Linked DNA regions of Mus musculus: region 1 is linked to region 2. Evidence: chromatin contacts called from public HiChIP or PLAC-seq data. All regions are on one chromosome and are shown on one strand. Each heading gives the region's core, a stretch centred on a gene start, on an enhancer-like site or on the middle of the called end of the contact. The rest is flanking DNA. Distances are from core to core; before and after follow the strand shown. Region 1 has its middle 21 kb from the start of Gm41031. Region 2 overlaps Gm33390 (a long non-coding RNA gene).

The links. HiChIP or PLAC-seq counts read pairs in DNA pulled down with a chosen protein or histone mark.
Region 1: a contact with region 2 is called in an H3K27ac HiChIP or PLAC-seq map of embryonic stem cells, with 3 times the contacts expected there. The contact joins two enhancer-like sites. A contact is called at or near these places in 3 of 39 promoter capture datasets (cranial neural crest, maxillary cranial neural crest and second pharyngeal arch cranial neural crest), 1 of 484 Hi-C or Micro-C datasets (bone marrow-derived macrophages), 3 of 115 datasets of contacts at active chromatin or transcription factors (cardiomyocytes, embryonic basal ganglia and embryonic stem cells) and 1 of 9 other capture datasets (embryonic stem cells).

What each region holds. Positions count from the first base shown.
Region 1 is chr13:97,844,009-97,850,083 of GRCm38.p6, forward strand. No RefSeq gene overlaps it. Among named protein-coding and RNA genes, the nearest start is that of Gm41031, 21 kb to the left of the region's middle. Within about 2 kb of position 1,398, at least 6 of the 459 cell types and tissues checked have an H3K27ac peak or open chromatin away from gene starts, as enhancers often do. A contact at or near this core is called in embryonic stem cells, where this site is marked.
Region 2 is chr13:97,288,438-97,294,313 of GRCm38.p6, forward strand. It overlaps Gm33390 (a long non-coding RNA gene), which reads right to left. Exons shown (of 3, transcript XR_382781.1): 2 at 5,489-5,720; 3 at 5,277-5,303. Among named protein-coding and RNA genes, the nearest start is that of Gm33390, 7.8 kb to the right of the region's middle. Within about 2 kb of position 3,789, at least 52 of the 459 cell types and tissues checked have an H3K27ac peak or open chromatin away from gene starts, as enhancers often do. A contact at or near this core is called in embryonic stem cells, where this site is marked.

The DNA of each region.
Region 1 (6,075 bases), core at 148-2,647, 550 kb after region 2:
TGGGTTGCTTTCTCCTGTAGCATCTCAGCATTCAGAATATGCTAGAAGTGCCTCCATTTGAGCAATGTAGCCACAGACGCCATCATTCTCCTGCTCAGCGAAGCACTTTGGGCTTGAGAGCTATACATGCTGAAGGAAAGCTCACCAAAGTCAACTCCATGGGACTGTATTTAGTTTCCTTTCTATTGCTGTGATAGAATACTCCGAGCAGAAGTGACTTGGAGAGGAGAGGACATAGGTCATCACCAAGGAAGTTAGAACAGGAACTCAAGGCAAGAATCTAGATCAGAAAAAAATGGAGAAACACTACCTGTTGTCTGACATCCTGGCTCATTCTTGACCAGCTTTCTTACACAGCCCTGGCTGGACCACCGTGGAGGGGAAAGACCACGATGACTCACAGTGGGTGGGCGCCCCCCTCTGTCAATTAAGACACTCAGGACAATCCCTCACAGACAGGCCCACAGACGAATCTGATAAAAGATGGTTACTCAACTGAGACTCTTTTTCAGATGATTACAGGGTATGTCAGGTTTTGAGTTCATGGTAAGTAGGACAGAATGTTAAACTGTTCTCATTTTTTGTTTGTTTTTAGAAATCTCACTCTTGAAACACAATCTGAACCCCAAACAGCTTTCTCTCCACAGTCCACTCTGGTCCCTAGAGTGCTGAGCCCATGTCTGGTTACCAGTGTTCAGTGTATCTGCCACGTGCCAGCAGATACAATAGACCAGCACCAACAAACACCCTGCCCAGAAAGGTCTCCTCTGTATTTTGGTGCCAGCCTAGATGCTTCTAATACGCAGTGAGACATAGACACCCTGAGTGGATCTAAGTCATCTTCACTCTCTCCGGATCATGGCAAAACTGGAAGTAACCTTCGTCTATTGCTCCTACGATGAATTCTCTCAACATTTTAGAGCATTCAGTTTATTTCTCCTAGTGACCCGTGTTTGATCTAGAAGACTGAGCAAATAAAAGCGAGCAGAATGAAGGAACCTAGACACATCACTTGGCGGTCAAGCTCCCAGAACTCCTCTTATCTACACAGGTATCTTCAAAACAGAGCGTTCGTTGTGGTTGTTCTCCAGTATCTTTCTCCTCGAATGCGTTTGCTGGTGTGCTTCCAGGTCAGTAAGCGGAGCACCCCACCCTTCTGAATGGCTGCTTGGCATCTGTGTGTGCCTCTACCATCCTTTCAAACAGACTTCTAGAGCAGGGCTGGGCGTTTGCTTGTGGGTTTGGGCTGCTACTTTGGTTTCTTTGGGGTTCTTCTGTATTGTATTGTTTTCCCACTGTAAGCACCGTTGAAGTGGGTGAGAGAGGACTAAGCTGGCACATTTCCTTAGGAGATATTCCTGAGAGTAAATTTGCTGAGGCAGGGTGTGATGCTTGCTGCAAATTGTTCCTTAAAACACCCTCCTCCAGACTGTGCTAACAAGTACTAACTTCGACCCAATACAGGCATCGCTGTCTTTGTTTAAAAGAAAAATCTATTCAGTCTAGCAAGTAAAAAATTTGTATGTGTTATGTGTTTCCATTTCTTTTAACTGGTGGGTCTTTTTTTTTTTTTTTTCCTTCTAATAATTTGAATGTCTCCTTTGAAAATATTTTATTCATGGTTTGGGCCTATTTCCTACCAGGTATGAACACCTTCCTCCCCATTTCCCTCTTTCCAGAGACAACCATGAAAAGTTAGATTTGTCTTCTTCCTGATCTTTTGCTGTGCATTAGGAAACACACATAGAGTTCTCAAATTTACTGTTACAACTTTTGCCAACTCTCAACTTCTCACCAACCAACTTCTTTTACATATAGTACCACATCAGCCATGTAAATTTACCTCAGTATATTGAAATGCTGAAAAAAAAAACCCACAATATGGGCGTATTGGTGCTTAGAATATTCCAGAATTCCATCATCAGTGAACATTTGAGTTGTATCCAAGTGTTTGGGGTTGTTTAATGCACATAATTCTTTATGCCTCTTTGATTATAAATGAATGTGCTCCAGGATCAGTACTTTGAAGAGAAATTAATGATTGTTATCAATTGCAATCAAAGTGCTCTCCGGAAAGCCAAGCTGCCTTCCACCAGGGGCATATCAGCGGGCCCATCTGCAGCAATGCTGACCTGTGGCCTCTGATTGCTTGCACTTATTTTGCAATTTGTCTTAGAACGTTGGTTACTAATTTTTAAAGCATCCTTTCTTGTCTCATCCTATTACTGAAGAGAGCACTCGCCCTCTCCACAGTAGGAGCCTTGTTCACGCTTTCCTTATGACTGTCAGCATTATTCCAGGAAATCTTTCACATCAGCCTGCCCAGCCTGGTGTCCCTGCCTGTCCCCTGAGCTTGGTTCTTGTCCTCCCTAGACTTCCTCCAACCTTCTGACTTCTCAGAACCGTGATCCTCAGCTGTCTTTCCATGCCAATTGCAGATCTCCCCTTCATGACATTTACCAACCATTCTTTGAACTTCTGTAAACGTCCTTTGCTTTGTTGTTTTAGAATTGCTAAGCCTCATAATAATAATGTTCAAAAATCTATTTATTAATCCTTGGCTCCGTATGAGCTGTTGTGCTAAGTGCTTTTGTAGATATCATGTCACCTATAACCTCTACACTATCAACATTTAGATTTTAAAAAAAAAATCTGAATATTGGAGAACTAAAACCATCTGCTCAAGGCCACCCATGAGTGGCAGGCCAGAGACTCCAAGCCACATTCCTCTGCTGCAGGTCCCATGCCTCCCACCACTCCACCCTGTGCCCTTCTCTCTTCTATGAGTGCTATGGTCTGAGTACTGTTCCACCTCAAAATCCATTTGTTGACATTGATTTTCTATTCAACAGAATTGAGATTTGTGCCTCTTGGAAGGTGATATATCCTACCCTCACTAGTAGAATTATTGTCCTAAGAGAAATTTGTAGGATCGCATTAGCACCTCACACCACAAAAGAAGATTCAATCTATGAGAATTCTGCCCTCACTAGACACCAACTTTGTTGATCTCTTTGTCTTAGGTTTCCCAGCCTCTAGAACTGTATGAATAAATGTCTGTGGTTCATAAGCAACCCAGTACTTGGTATTTTGTAAGAGCATCCTTTTACTACCCAGGCCAGGAGACTGGAGGTTCTTGAAACAGGATTTTGCCCTTTTTGGCATCTTCCATACAACATAACAGAATGCCGTAGGTGATCAGTTACCATGGTGATTGTTGACTGGTGTCCCTTCCAGGATCACATTCTGGGTGTGAATTATTAATCATTGATGGTGCCATCTAAATGATCAGGAAAGATCCATCTAACATTTTATGAAATGAAAGCCATGTCCACCCCTGCCCTGATGCATCTGTCTTATGCAAGCGCAATTTGGGATAAACAGGAAGTGCAGAACACAAGTCCTTGGCGTAAGGAGCTTTCATCCCCTACCTGAAGGGCAAAAGATAATTGAAATACTAACTGGTCATCAATCAAAGTGTCCCCCAAACACCTACCTAGAAAACAATGACGCGAATCAGGCTGAGAGTAATGACATACAACATACGCATTGTTAGGGAAAGAAAGTTTGCAGAAAGGTGAGGCCTCAGGAAGTAGCCTTGGCGGGAGGGGTGAAATAAGGACAGGCAAGGAAGGCCCTGCCAAGCAGCTTGAATGAGGTCTTGGGGCAGATTCGCAGCTCCTACAGCTTTCCCATGCTCAAGGTTCCCAGCATTCCTTCCCTGTCAAATGGGGCTAATCATACGGCAGCACATCACTCAGACTCACTAACATAATGTGGTCTAATTAGGCAGTTCCTGCAAGCACTTTGAACTCCATCACAGAAGGGAAGTGACTGAGCGAAGAAGTTATTATTAGTGGGAATGTGGGACTAGCCCTGTCTTAAACACTGAAGCAACTCTCTCATAACTAAGCTCGGCCCTGTGAAACAGTCACCGGCAGATCTCTGTACAGGGAGTGTGCTCTCTTTCTGAGTTGCAAGGACATTGGACCAGAGAGGAAAACTCTGCCTTGAATATGGGAATAGTCTGTGGGAAGCCGCCCCCACATTCGCCGTCACAAGATGGCGCTGACATCCTGTGTTCTAAGTTGGTAAACAAATAATCTACGCATGTGCCAAGGGTATTTACGACTACTTGTACTCTGTTTTTCCCGTGAACGTCAGCTCGGCCATGGGCTGCAGCCAATCAGGGAGTGATGCGCCCTAGGCAATGGTTGTTCTCTTTAAATTAGAAGGGGTTTCGTTTTTCTCTCTCTCTTGCTTCTCTCTCTTGCTTCTTGCTCTCTCTTGCTTCCCTCTCTTGCTTCTTACACTCTGGCCCGATAAAGATATAAGCAATAAAGCTTTGCCGTGGAAGATTCTGGTTGTTGTGTTCTTCCTGGCCGGTCGTGAGAACGCGTCTAATAACAATTGGTGCCGAAACCCGGGACGAGAAAAAACTCCGGACTGGCGCAGGAGGGATACTTCATTCCAGAACCAGAACTGCGAATCAAGGTTATAAGGTTCCCGTAACACAGACTGTTGAGAAGGATTCAACTGCCGAATTCAGAACTCATCAGCTGGGGAACGACGGTGATAAAGGTTCCCGTAAAGCAGACTGTTAAGAAGGATTCAACTGTATGAATTCAGAACTTTTCAGCTGGGGAACGAGGTAAGTCTGATCTTGAACTTTCTAAGGAAATTCAAGACAGTCTATCAGAAGTAAAGTGGAAAATGGCTTTACAAGTTATGTTTGGCCTTAAATTTTTTCTAGTGTTAGAAGCCCTTTTGTTCCTTTTCACATGTTATATAGTGCTTAAGATAGGGCTGAAAATTCTAGAGGAAATTCAGGACAGTCTATCAGAAGTAAAGCGGGGAGAGAGAGTAGGAGCAAGGAGAAACGGTAAGTATACAGGCCTTTCCAAGGGTCTTGAACCCGAGGAAAAGTTAAGGTCAGGTAGGAATACCTGGGGAGAGATTAGAAGGAAGAAAAAGAAAAAAGAAAAGAAAAAAGATCGATTAGCGGAGGTCTCTAGGAGAAGGAGCCTGTGCTCTGAAGAAACAGACTGGGAGAAAAAAGCGGCTCATTATGAAAGAAAAGGATACCAGCCGCCAAGTAAAGTGCTAACTAGTCATTTAAGGAAAAAGCCAAAAGCGGCTGGCGAAGGCCAGTTTGCTAATTGGCCTCAGGGCAATCGGCTACCAGGTGCACTCCCGCCCTATGCGGAGTCCCCGCCCTGCGTAGTGCGTCAGCCCGTAGTGCGTCAGCAATGCGCAGAGAGGCAGTGCGCAGAGAGGCAGTGCGCAGACTCATTCATTCCCCGAGAGGAACAAAGGAAAATAGAACAGGCATTTCCAGTCTTTGAAGGAGCCGAGGGTGGGCGTGTCCACGCTCCGGTAGAATACGTACAGATTAAGGAAATTGCCGAGTCGGTTCGTAAATACGGAACCAATGCTAATTTTACCTTGGCGCAGTTAGACAGGCTCGCTGGTATGGCACTAACGCCTGCTGATTGGCAAATGATTGCAAAAGCCGCTCTCCCTAGTATGGCCAAATATGTGGAATGGCGAGCTCTGTGGCAGGAGGCGGCACAGGCGCAGGCCCGAGCAAACGCTGCTGCTTTAACTCCAGAGCAGAGAGATTGGACTTTTGACTTGTTAACGGGTCAGAGAGCTTATTCTGCTGAACCTGATAAGAGGTATCAATGGAAGATCTTACCACAGGGAATGTCCAATAGTCCTACAATGTGCCAGCTTTATGTGCAAAAAGCTCTTTTGCCAGTGAGGAAACAATTCCCCTCTTTAATTTTGCTCCTTTACATGGATGACATCCTCCTGTGCCATAAAGACCTTACCATGCTACAAAAGGCATATCCTTTTCTACTTAAAACTTTAAGTCAGTGGGGTCTACAGATAGCCACAGAAAAGGTCCAAATTTCTGATACAGGACAATTCTTGGGCTCTGTGGTGTCCCCAGATAAGATTGTGCCCCAAAAGGTAGAGATAAGAAGAGATCACCTCCATACCTTAAATGATTTTCAAAAGCTGTTGGGAGATATTAATTGGCTCAGACCCTTTTTAAAGATTCCTTCTGCT
Region 2 (5,876 bases), core at 2,539-5,038:
AATAGCAAGGTTTTTAAGGACCCCAGAGTTTTTCTTGGCCTTCATCAGTTCTCGCCAGATGGTCCTCCTGTTTTGAGCAATGACATGTCTCATCAAAGGTAAAATACAGGGTGGAAGAGCCAGAGGTTCAATCTGCCAACAGGTTACCTTGGTAATCTGGTATCAAATACATTTTAATTTTAGAATTGAAACATCTCCCCTTGCCCCAACTGACTAAATTAGAAGCACGTAAGAGTACTGTATGCACAATCAAGTATACTTTTAGGGTCTGGTTTAGGAAGGGCAAAGATAGAAAATGTAGACAATTCAGTTGGAAAAAGGCTTTCAGGACCCGTGTGTGAGCCTCAGACCCCATGTTTTAATAAGTCAGGTGTGGTGGCACGCATGAAATCCTAGTAGGTCCCCGTGGCTCACTGGTCAGCCAGCCTTCTTGGTGAGTGAGATCCTAACTTAAAAACTAGCATAGATAGAGCCCAAAGAATGACCCTGGTTTTCATATGCATGTGTACCCGAATATACACATACATTCACACACATATACAAACACACACAGACATACACACACACACAGTGACACATACCCTCATACATGTACACACACATTTACACTCACACACGACAAGGGAAAAGACAACACTTGTAAATATTCTCTATCAATTGAGAAGTCATACCAGTGACATACACACGGTGCGTAGGACTCCATAGCATGATTTCATGATATACCATGAAGGTCTTTGTTACAGGGTTTGTCTCAACTTCCAGTTCATGTTTCTGGACAGGTGACTTCTGTCCTCTGTACACTTGGTGCCATGAAGACTGTAAGGCTCAGATCTGATGATCTTTGTAGTCTGTGAACAGCAGCTGTGCACATTTATACAAAATGAAGTTGAGAACAGAAACAAGTTACAAACACTTCTGCAAGAAAGTATCTGCTTTGCACAGATGTATATTCTGTTTTGTTTTTGTTTGGTTTTTATGTTTGTTTTGTTTTATTTTGTTTTGTTTGAGACAGGTTCTTTCTACACAGTTCTGGCTGTCCTGGAACTCACTCTGCACACTAGGGTGGCTTTGAACTCACAGAGCTCAATCATTCTCTGCATTTTGAGTATTGGGATTAAAGGCATTCTCTATCAATGCCCAGCCACAGATGGATATTCTGAAGAAAATGAAGAGACACTTCATGAGTCTGATGCCATCTTCTTTTCAAGGATTTTCTTCTGTGTTCATTAGGATGGTCAGAGTGAATCTGAAGTGCCATTCTAGAACTTTATTCTCAGAAGACATTTTTGTCAGCAATTGTGTCCAAATTACTGGTGAGCCTACATGACCAGGCTAGACCTGAAACTCATATTTTTCACTTTTAGGGGATGGTGGTGATAAGATAATTAAGAGGAGGAATAAACAATTTCAAATTATCCCTTGGTGGTGCCTTCTATGATCACAATTTACGAATAGCGAATACTTTCTTGAGAGTCTCAGTGTTGTTAGCATATTAAAGGACCCCTCTCCTTGTTGAATATCAAGTTCAACCACAGAAGCCATACCCGTCCCTTCCTCTCCATTTTATCTCACTGACAGATCCCTACAGATGTCCCAGGCAAACTGCATCCTCCTTTAAGGGTCTAATACATCCTAGGCTAGCTTCAAACTCAATGTAGCTAAGGGGGACTTCAGCCTCCTGATTGTGCTCCCATTGAGTGTGACGGGGCTATAGGCTTGGTGTTCAGTGTTGGAGTTTTAACTTGGGCCTTAGTGCATCTTAGATACAGGTTTAAAGTTTACTTTTTTCTTGTTCGTTAGACAATATTATAACTTGACATTATAACCAAACATTATAACTTGAGATAGAGCAAGAACTGACAATAACTGAAATACTCTGTGAAACATTTTTTTGAGTAAAAAAAAAAAATTTTTTTTTCAAATAGAATTTCAACCTAGAGTGTTAACTATAAAGCGCTGGTGACTGCATTTAAATGTCACTAATTAGTTTTACCTCCAGAGCTTCCACCTCACAGTAAGAAAGCCAGGTAATGGGGCAGATGGGGAGAGTCGGGCTTAAGGACCTTTGAGAACAGGCTGTGGCTTTCTGTTTTAAAGTGTAGTTTTTGTCATCTTGAAGTTCTATGGTGTGTTTACATTTTTACTTCTTTGTCATTGCTGTTGTGGACAGACGTAATGGTAGAGGGTCTGAGTGTCTTATGGCCTTTGCGTGAAGATCAGAAGATGGCTCTGTCGAGTTTGTTCTCTCCTTCCTTCATTACATGGGTTCCAGGTGTCCAAGTCAGGTCACCAAGCTTGCCTGGCAAGTGCCTTGATTTACCAAGGCATCTTGCTGGCCCATTAGGAAAATTTTTTAGAAAAATTGGCTATATAGAAGTTGAGGATCTGGCAGTTCATCATCATGAAGAAATGGCCAACTTAGTGTGAATCTTTCCAGGCACAGACGTCCATACAGAAGCCCTAGGGGAGCTGTTAGCAATTCCTCTAGGCTCTGCCCAACCGTTACCTAGCAACAGCTTGTGTCTCCACCCTCCAGGTATGAGACAGGAGCCAGGCTTATAAGAAGACCACTGGAGACCTCTGTGTCTCCCTCTCTCTCTCACACCTCTCCTTCCCTTCCTCCCTCCCTCCCTCCCTCCCTCCCTCCCTCCCTCCCTCTCTTCCTCCCTCCCTTACCTCTCTCTTCCTCTAACCTCATGCGTCCCTGCCGGCCTCTTCCTCTTTGGTCCTTCCTCATTCCTCTGTCTATTCTTCTCTGTCCCCCTTCCTTCCTCTGCCTCTACCCCTTTTGCAGGTCCCCTTCCCATCTCACTAATAAACCTTCCTTATGTTAGGTCTGTAGCGTGACTGATTCCTCCGGGGACACTTTGGCAGGGCCGGCTGAGGTGCTTCTTCCTGTCACACTTTGTCAGACACAACAGGAGTGGCCTTGCAGCTCAGCACTTGGGCTATCTGGTCACAGCCCAGCCATAGGTAGCCTTGGCTGACCAGGCCAGGCTTTCTCGCTAGATCTCACTCTTGCCAAGCCCTGGGCTCTGGCCGCTGGAGCCACAGACTCCTAAAGGCAGGCATCGATTTTTCCTGCTGTGTGTCCTGTTCACTGTCTGGAATTACTGTTCTCCAGACGTCTGCTTCTCCTCTCCAGCCAAAGCCAGCTGGACTCACTCTCAAGGGGAAGACAGAGTTGGGATGTATGGTGTGTCCCTGTCCTGCAGTATTACATGGCCCTGGGTTGTCCTCTCCTGTGTGTCTTTTCTATGTGCGTGTGCGTGAGTGCGCGTGCGTGCGTGCGTGCGTGCGTGCGTGCGTGCGTGCGTGTGTGTGTGTGTGTGTGTGTGTGTGTTATGGGGGTGGGAGGGTTTGTAGCACCATTAGCCACAAAGTGTTTGTCTTAAATTCCAGTCCTGAGCAAGGAGTGCTCTGATATATAGTCTCTGGTGTCCCCTTCCAGTACCTAGCACAGGGGTGCTGATCTGTCAATTGGTTCATTATGTTACCTTAAAAAACAACAACAAAATAAAACTAAACCAAACCAAATCAAAAACCATTGGATAGGAAAGACACTTGCTTAAGTTAATGTGTGTGTGTGTGTGTGTGTGTGTGTGTGCGCGCGTGCATATGTACACATACACACACACACACACACACACACACACACACACACACACACAAGCCCCATCTGTCTCTCCATCTGTCCATCTGTCTGTTTGCCTGCCCAACGAGTTTGACTTTGTCTTCAGTCACAGCTTGGGAAGCCATAGGAACCAGACATCTGTGCCCTTAGCTCCAAGGGCAGTGGTGTGTGGGTGACTCGCAAGCTGGCCGGGGCTTGTGGAGCAGCTGTGAGCGCACAGGACTACCCTTTTGTTCAAAGAAAAGGAAAGACAAAGTCTACGTGCCAATGAGGTAAAGAGAGACCCTGGTTCCTCAGACAGGAATTTCAGAACTTCAGTGGTGTCTTTGTGGCTGGTCCCTAATCTTTTCTTTTTCAAATTTCTCTCAAAGGATGATTAAGACATCTTTAATTAACTATTAAAACCCAAGTGTTCTAACACAGAGGACAAGATTTACAAAATCCTTTTAATTACCGGAACCAGATTTTTTCCCCCTGATCTGTAAATACCTGTTTACTCCGCAACCAAATTTGGCTTTAATTAAACTGGCTGTCGGGGGTGAGGGGTGGGGTGTTGAGAGCTGGGAAACGCCTCAATTTGCATTCGCGCTGCTTTTAATGGCGCTGGCTTCACAGTGAGGATCAGAGGCTGGGGTAATTTATTGTTGAAACTGGAAAATCGGGCAAAAGGGGATTTGCTTCCCATATAGGAACTCATGGAAATGACACACACCCTTGCCACTTCTGATTTATTCAATGTGTAGTAGTGGGATTACCGGAAAGTCCTTCAGTGATATGAGATTAGCTCTCTCTCTCTCTCTCTCTCTCTCTCTCTCTCTCTCTCTCTCTCTCTCCATACACACACACCCCATTGATTCGTTGAAACTAGCAGCCAAGTTTATGGTTCTAATGACAAGGAAAGAAAACCCAGAGCCAGCTCTCCTCTGTTCAGCTTTCTGTTTAATATTCAATAAGGTGCACAGTTTGTTGAGAAAATAAGGGTGGTGTTTTGCCATCCCCTTACGGATTTCAGTCAACACACGGAGGTGTTGGGAATGATCTGCTAAGCCCATTTCCCTGCCTTGAACCATCTGGTTCAAATTCTGTCTACCTGCTTGGGGTGCAGCAGCTTTGTCTGCCTGTACAGACAGGGAAGTCACAACTCATTAACAGTTTAGGGTAAATCCCTGTGGAAATGTGCAACTTTACTATTGTGGTAGGTCTCCCCTAGGGAGCAAATTAGATAGGGCTTTTATGTAAACCAAAGAAATGTTAGGTATATTGGGAGATCTGAAGAGGATCTGGAGGTGGGGGGAATAGAACTAATGTATTATTTTAAATGGGAACAAACTTGTGTGTCATAATCTGACTGGTCGCTGAGTTCGGCGGGAAGTGGCCAAGTGACACTGAAATACATTGAAATAGGGACACATGCATAGTAACAGAAACAGAAGCAGGTTGTATCTCAGTCTCCTACAGGAGTCAGAATCCAGATGGAGACCAGCTATGACATCTACAGATTCACCTTGATGTCTCCATGTTGGAGGCTAGAAAGCATCTTCTGGGGCTGGAGAGATGGCTCAGTGGTTAAGAGCACTGACTGCTCTTCCAGGCCCTGAGTTCAATTCCCAGCAACCACATGGTGACTTACAACCATCTGTAATGGGGTCCGATGCCTTCTCTGGTGTGTCTGAAGATATAAATGAAATAACATAAGTCTTTTAAAAAATGAGAAAGCTTCATCTGTTTTAGTGTCCTGAATACAATCATGCCTGAATCACAAGGTTTCAGCCAGAGAGTTAAGTCACAGCTTACTAGTGGTTTCTGGGAAATGCTTCTCTTCTGGTAAATTGGAAGAGTTATTGTCAGACTCACTTCCTTCTTGACTCAAGGAGAAAGATTTTGTGTAGATGGGATGTCCTTTGACTGTCAAGGGCAAGGTTATAAAAACTGCAGACACCAGGCCCAGAACTGAAGTCAGTGCTGTCTTGTTCTAGATTTCTTCTTTGTTAATTTAGCCACGGTCCTGATTACTGGTGGCCAAGAGAAGTGCTGACAGTCCCTGCCGATTCGGGCTCTTAATTGACAGATTCAATCAACCATGGATCTGAAATAAGCAGCAGAAAATGAGAGGCTAGGTTTGATGTGCACAAGCTTTTTTTCTTGACACTATGCCCCAAACAGAATAATATAATAACTATTGACGTTGCACTTAGACCTATATCAGGCATTATAAGTCACCTGGAGGTGAAAATACTCCAGA